2 separate regions of the Mus musculus genome follow, and region 1 is linked to region 2. A link is a contact called in public Hi-C data. All regions are on one chromosome and are shown on one strand. The core of a region is the stretch at or near the end of the contact, and the rest is flanking DNA. Distances in the headings are between cores, read along the strand shown. Region 1 has its middle 12 kb from the start of Gm46659. Region 2 overlaps Sgms1 (sphingomyelin synthase 1).

Region 1 (3,645 bases), core at 1,036-3,535, 140 kb after region 2:
CATAGACATGTACAACTATACATGTATATGTGACACGAAAGTAGAAGAGAAAGTGTACAGGAGAAAGAAAGCAAAAGAGAGGATGAGGTAGGGCATAAATCCGGGAGCACGCTCAAAGTACACTGTAAACCTGCATGGAAACACCCTCATGTAATCAGTACTGTGTGTAATGAATACAGCAATAAAAAGGGTCATGACTATAACTTATTATGGAAGGAATTATCAGGATAATCAAGATTTTCCACATTGCCCTGGCTCTAGATTTGGACTCAAGTTGGATCGTCATTCATTATAGAAGCTTCTTGCAGTAGATCGTAGTTAACACAGAGACACAACTGGGCGGCTTTGAACACCCGGCCATAAATGAGATTTTTTTTTTTTTGAGACAGGGTTTCTCTGTGTAGCCCTGGCTGTCCTGGAACTCACTCTGAAGACTAGGCTGGCCTCGAACTCAGAAATCTACCTGCCTCTGCCTCCCAAGTGCTGGGATTAAAGGCGTGCGCCACCACCACCCAGCAAATGAGATATTTTTATCACCTGTCTCCTCAAGGCTCAAAGATCCATGTGGAAGAGAAGGCAGAAAGAGTGTAGGAGCCAGAGTGTGGATGGGACCAAGGAAACAGCATCTTTCAGACACAGCAAGACAGATATGCTCACAGAGATAGACAATGTGCACATTTGATATCTACTGGGAGAGGGGAAATCGGTTTGTTCAAATGGAGAGTCACTGGTATATCAACCATCCTCCAGAGTAGCCCAGGCCCAAGAGCTGTTGGCCAACACAAAATGGACTCCATGTTTTTGCTGTGGCTTTTTCTTTTTCTTTTTTTCCTTCCTTTCTCCCTCCCTCTCCCTTCCTTTTGCCTCACTGGATTTCTATTTTCTATTCTGTTTATTTTCTTTTGAGGGAGAGAGGAAAGGGAGAAAATGGCAGGCGTTGTGTGGATGGAGATGTGAGAAGAATCTGGAAAAACTTGGAGAGGAGAAAAAAATATGTTCAAAACATACTGTTTGAGAAAATAAGTACATAAATAAGTCCCATATTCTATTTCTTTTCTGTTGGAACACAGTCCAAGAATGGAGATTTGTGAGATCTCTGAATGGTTGTGAGAAAACTCCAAGAAATCAGAATACAAGTCTTGTAACCTCGGATTCTTCTGAACATGGAAGTGTTCTTGGGTTATGTTTTCATGCTCCTCCCAGGTGTAAAAGATAGGAGCAAGTTTGCTTTAGTTGTTATTCTTGTGCCTCTATGGGAAAAATATTTCCCTCGTGATTGCACACTTTACTCAGGTGACTCTTCTTAACTCTCAGAGTATAACTTGTCCGATGCTCTGAATAAAGCATGAGTTGAGTCCACCTCGTCTTTTAGATCCCACTCTACCATTCATGCCACCAACTAGAGCAGTAAACACTTTTCCCCAAGATACTCCCAGTATTTCTATTCTAGAGGACGCTTTTTTGATTATTTTATTATAATGAAATTAAGTATATGTGTGTGCCTGTGGGGAGTGGGCTCATGTGCACAGGAGTCAGGTGCCCACTGAGGCAGAGCTGTCAGATCTCCTGGAGCTGGGTTACAGGTGGCTGTGAGATGCTTGACATAGGTGCAGGAACTCAAACTCAGGTCTTCTGGAAGAGTAACATGTACTCTTAAGCACTGCGCCCTCTCTCCAGTCATTATCAACATGCTTGCTCTGCAATGCCTGTCTTCTATAGTCACTTAAATCTATTCTTACCCCAGAAGCTAGCTATTCAGATTATAGTCTATTTTTTTTAATGCATGCAGAGTAAGCTGGGGCTTTGCTAAGATTTAACAAATTCAAATTGTATGAAGCTTTCATAACTCTGTCATTCACTCTTCTGAAACAAAGTTTTCATCCTCTGAGATGTTTCTATTCAAGTGCTTTTCCCCAGTGAGCCTGGGCTATAGCTCAGTGGTACTGCAGTTGCTCGGCATGTGTGATGTCCTGGGTTAAATCCCAGGAATGGGGGTAGGGAGTGGGATTACAACTACCTGCCTGGCTTTGAGGCTGACCCAACTGAGGTGACAAGGGAATGAAGGGCATACATGTGTACATAAAGATTGTGATTAGCTGGGCAATGTGCTGTAATAGAGACACCATCAGCCTAAGAATTCAGCTCATGTGTGTGTGTGTGTGTGTGTGTGTGTGTGTGTGTGTGTGTGTGTGTGTGTGTGTATGCGCGCACACACTGCTGATCCTGGAGGTGGGTTTACAGTACAAGGTTGAACAAAGAGGTGAGGTTATATGTACAGCTGAATGGGGAGGATGTGGGCCAGCTTATCTCAGTAGGAGGAGCAGTTTCAGGCTGCAGTCATCAGAGGCTGTGGGTGATAGTTTCTGCATATGCCACTTTAGCTAAATGTCAATCCTCCTTAACATCCGTGGACCAGGAGGCTCTGCCACTGAAGCCTGACCCAAAGAAGGCTTTGCCACCCCCGTGGGTGTGAAGCACTGAGAGCCTTGATGTGGCTGTGCTCATATCACAGCACATGCTCACTGAGGATTCATCCCACAAAACATAGTATTTTCCTTTGTCTTTATGTTTGACTCGTTTTTTTTTGTTGTTGTTGTTGCTGTGGTTGCTCTGAGATAGGGTCTCACTATGTAGCTCAGGCTGACTCTGAACTCAGTGAATCCCCTGCCTCCGTCTCCTGAGTACTGAGCTTACAGGCAAGAACAATCAGGCTTTCTTACTTGCCTTTATGCTACACATTTTTACTAACATTTCTTTTTTTTTTTTTTTTTTTTCAATATATAAGTCTTTTATTCTCCCAAAAGAGCCCAAATTGTTCATGTGGTCAGGATCTCGTTTCTGGGGCCAGGAACTGAGGCCTCCTCACTCGTCAGCCTGCTGCACAGTTCCCTTCTCAGACACATAGATGCCGTCCAAAAACTTCCTGATATCCTTGTTTTTAACTGTTGTGGCTTGCTGAATCAGGGCAGCTGAATTTGAAACAAGTTCAATGTCATTTCCTTCAAGGATTAACTCATCCTTCTGGGCTTGAGAGACAGAACAAGCCACACCTGTCCTCATCCGAACCCTGCGGATGTATTTTTCACCCAAGAAATTTCGGATTTCAACCAAAGAGCCATTCTCCTGGATGACGACGTTGATGGGGAAGTGAGCGTACACAGACCGCATCTTGTATTGGAAGCCCAGCGTGACACCCTTGATCATGTTCTGAACATGACTGCAGATGGTCCTGACGGTGGCCAGTTCCTTTCTGTTACCCCACCATTTGTCAACCCGGAGCCTTTTCTTCTTCTTCCCAAGAAGACTCAGCTCCACGTTGATGTGATTGAAGTCCCTCCGCAGAGTCCCCCTGGGGCCCTTCACAATGACTGTGCGCCCCTTCAGAGTGATTTCGACATTCTCTGGAATGTCCACAGTCTGATTGCTGAGAATGGTCTTCATCCTCGCAGTAGATGGGGCAAAGAGCCTAACATTTCTTTATGGAAGAATTATGAAACTGTTAGCAGAAGAAGCCATTGATATGTTAGATAATTAGGATAAAGAATCGAGGTAATTTTAGAGTTTTACTTTGATGAAACAGACTTACCCACGTGATAAGACTAGGCATTAAGGTGTTCTGAATCTCTATATATTCAGATTTAATTT
Region 2 (3,499 bases), core at 321-2,820:
TCAAATGCCACAAGTGGCCGGGACACCTGCTCCCAAGTGCTCCAGACCAGCTCTCCCCAGATCCTGCCAAAGAACAGCTCTCTGAGAGGCTGAAGAGACCTGGCCTAGGGGAATTAAAAAAAAAAAAAAAAAAAAAAAAGCACCACTCGAGCCTGGGAAACACCAGATATTGGGCCAAGCTCAAGAACCTCTCCTCCAACACAATGCTCTTGGGCCCAAACATGTGCCTGTTCCAGCAATAACAGCACAAACTTTAACTCCACTGTAACCAAACCCTGGAATTAGCAGGAAACTCTGGCTCTCCTGGATCCACCACACAGGACAGACACTCAAAGAGGTGGGAAGGATCTGTCACGTATGAAGCAGGGGGAAAAAAACGCTGCTTCAAGGAAGTGACAGATACAGTTGAACTGTGCACATCACAGGGCAGGAAAAGGGCCAAGATCAGGAAAAGTGAGAGTGGAGCTTCCAAATAAGCAAATCCTGCTGGAAGGGACTTGGGGCTAGGCAAGAAGCTGGGCCCTGGGAGATCCTTTGCATTAAATGCTTCTGATAAAAAACTGCAGCATGTCAAACTCCAGCTGGATGTAGTGACCTGAATTGAGTACACAAGTACTTTTTCTGTGTGCTACTCATTCCACAAAGCTTAACATGGGAAAGCCCACCTTTGGCCGGCTACCTCTGGGGGACAGTTAGGACTTACACGGTTTGGTCCCAGTTCAAGCACAACTGAAGTCAGCTGCCTTATGGAAGACCCATGGCTGTTGGGACTGGCCTGGAACTATTTGTTCTAAGAACACATTTGAAGGTAGAACAATTAAGGACCATGAAAGAATTAAGAGTCAAGAAGAACAATCTCTTGGCTTTACACTGAAGGTTGTGTCCCTGATGGCCACCAGATAGATCGCATTTAACATCAAAACCCAGAATGTTCTTACTGGTGCCCATACACCCAGTTTGTTTAGAGCCCACTCCAAATTCTGTAATTCAAATGTAGCACCAGCCATAGGCAATACATATATATATTGCCTACTGCAACAGAGGACAAGAGAGTAAGAAATATCCATTAGTACAGTATAAAGAAATTAAAAAAATAATAATAAAAAATTAACACCTTTTTACCCTGTTGTTGAAAAAGGGCAGAGTATTAGGGATCATCAGATTAGTAAAAGAAAACAAGAGTAGATCCGTGATGCCCTTGGCCCTTTCCTGACGCTTTCCCACCCTTGCTAGAAGCTGCGTGCCAGTTAGCATCAATGGGGTTTTCTTGAAGGATTTTTTTAGTTAAATCTCTGAAACTTTCCATTGATCTGTTTTTTTATCAGATAACTAAGCCATGTAGATACATACCCAGCCTCTGTCTCCCCTCCCCACCCCTCCCCTTCCTTCTCTTCCTCCTCCTCCTCTTCTCTAAAGCAAGTAGCAGAAACTAGATTGCTGTCAGACACATGCTGGGTGTTCAGAGGCTGTTCCCCGGGTGGGGAGGGTGTGGTCTTGTTTAGGAGCTATGCTCTAAGATGCTGCTTACAGGAAAACAAAGACAGGAGGGAAGTGGGAGGGAAGGAAGAAGGAACAACCACAGGATGGGGAACAAGGCCAGCCTGAACTAGTGAGATCAGACCTTGGGGTAAGGGCTATACCTCAAGCCAGTGTTTCTCACCCTTCCCAGTTGTGCAACCCTTTAATACAGTTCCTTATGCTGTGATGACCCCCAACCATAAAATTATTTTTGTTGCTACTTCATAACTGTAATTTTGCTACTGTTATGAATTGTAATGTAAATATCTGATATGCAAGATACCTGAAAAACACTTCTGTGAAAGGGCTCACGACCCACAGGTTGAAAACCACTGATCTAAGCCAACAGGACAGGTTGACTCATACTTATCCCAGCTGTTCAGGATGTAGGAGGCTTATAGGTTCAAGACCAGTCAAGGCTACAAAGTGAGTTCAAGGCCAGCCAGAGCAACTTAATGAGACTCTGTCTCTAATGAAAACAAACATGGGATTCTAGCTCAGTGGTTCTGCATGTGTCTAGCATGGTCAGGCCCAAGGTCCAATCCCCAGGACAGCACACAGACAACAAAAGTGCCCATTCTGCTACAAGGCCTCTTGTGCTGCCTCTAAGCAGATGACAGTAACAAGCATGTAGGCAGCACTAAATCCTCCTACAGCTGCATGTTCAGAGCAGACACTGGGCAAGGACTGGGGAAGCTACCTTTATGTTGTTTACACCATCTGCATAAGTGGTCAAGGGGCACAGACTTGTGAGCCAACCCACAGATGAATCAGAATTCCAGTTCCACCACTGGGAGAATAGAATAACGCACCTCTCATTCCTTCCTTTCTGCCATGAGCTACTGAGTCCTGGGAATGACACGGGCTCTATGCCTTCACCTCTGTTTGGCCCAGAAACCTTCACCCTCTTCCTTGGGGAGCAATTTTAGAAGCTGATGTGATGACGTTCCATGTCTGAGCTGTTTGGGCTGGGGATTAATACTAGCGTGAGGAGGCTCACGATTTTCTCTGTATAGTCCTGGCTGTCCTGGAACTCACTCTGTAGACCAGGCTGGCCTCGAACTCAGAAATTCACCTGCCTCTGCCTCCCGAGTGCTGGGACTAAAGGCATGTGCCACTACACCCGGCTGACATAACACTTTCAAAGGTAAGAATGGAGAACATTCCAAATGATGACCCATGAACCTAAAGGAAACCAAACAACAAGGCAGGTTAGTTTGACCCATGTAGCAATGGTGTTAAGGTTTTTACTAAGTTACGTAGAAATCCAGATTTCCATGAAAACTGGAAAACTGGACAATCTGTCACAGGCACTTCCCCACCAGGGCTACTTCCTGGCAATGAGAAACAGGCTCTAAGTGGCATCTGCTCTAGTTAGAGGGGACATCAGGCTCCCTGGCATGTGACACATTCAGTCCCCGATGTTACCTGTCTTCTGACACTTGTCGCCAGCTTGTGTTGCCCTCCAGCCTGGAAGGATCCCAGTTTGGGATTCTTGTTTTCGACACATCAGAAAAGACAAAACATAAACACACAGGCACATGGACTTCAAATGATTTTCAAACATGCTTTTCCATGGAGGAGAAGAGGGGAGAGAGTCACATCCTCAGCCAGCACACGTCTCCTAGAGCTTGCATTTTCCAGAAACAGGCAACTTTTACATCTCTGTATATTGTTCATTTAATGTATTGTTTAAAAGTTTCAAGATCTGACAAGATGCTAGGCCTTTGTTCATTCATATTGCTGCCTCATGGGTGTTGTAAGTTGTTTGAGAACATTTGCCCAGCTCACTAGAAAAGGAAGCAACTAGGGTAAAAACCTCAGAAGCATTTCAACTGTTTTTGCCTGGACCGCCACACCCTCAAATATGCACAATCCTGATTTGTAAGCAGAGAGTATTAGGAGGATTGAGGCAACGTATCTGAAGCATCGCCTCTACATGTATCTGTTCCTTTCAGCCTTTGCACACAAGGCAAGTGGA

Evidence for each region. Hi-C and Micro-C count contacts between places; a contact is called where the count stands out from the background.
Region 1: a contact with region 2 is called in a Hi-C map of Th2 cells, with 2.0 times the contacts expected there. A contact is called at or near these places in 1 of 39 promoter capture datasets (pre-B cells), 13 of 484 Hi-C or Micro-C datasets (B cells, the Ba/F3 cell line, CD4 T cells and 8 more), 1 of 130 datasets of targeted methods (the NIH/3T3 cell line) and 3 of 9 other capture datasets (adipose tissue, embryonic stem cells and pancreatic islet).

What each region holds. Positions count from the first base shown.
Region 1 is chr19:32,463,111-32,466,755 of GRCm38.p6, forward strand. It overlaps the pseudogene Rpl9-ps6. Among named protein-coding and RNA genes, the nearest start is that of Gm46659, 12 kb to the right of the region's middle.
Region 2 is chr19:32,326,766-32,330,264 of GRCm38.p6, forward strand. All of the region lies in intron 2 of Sgms1 (sphingomyelin synthase 1), which reads right to left. Among named protein-coding and RNA genes, the nearest start is that of Sgms1, 60 kb to the right of the region's middle.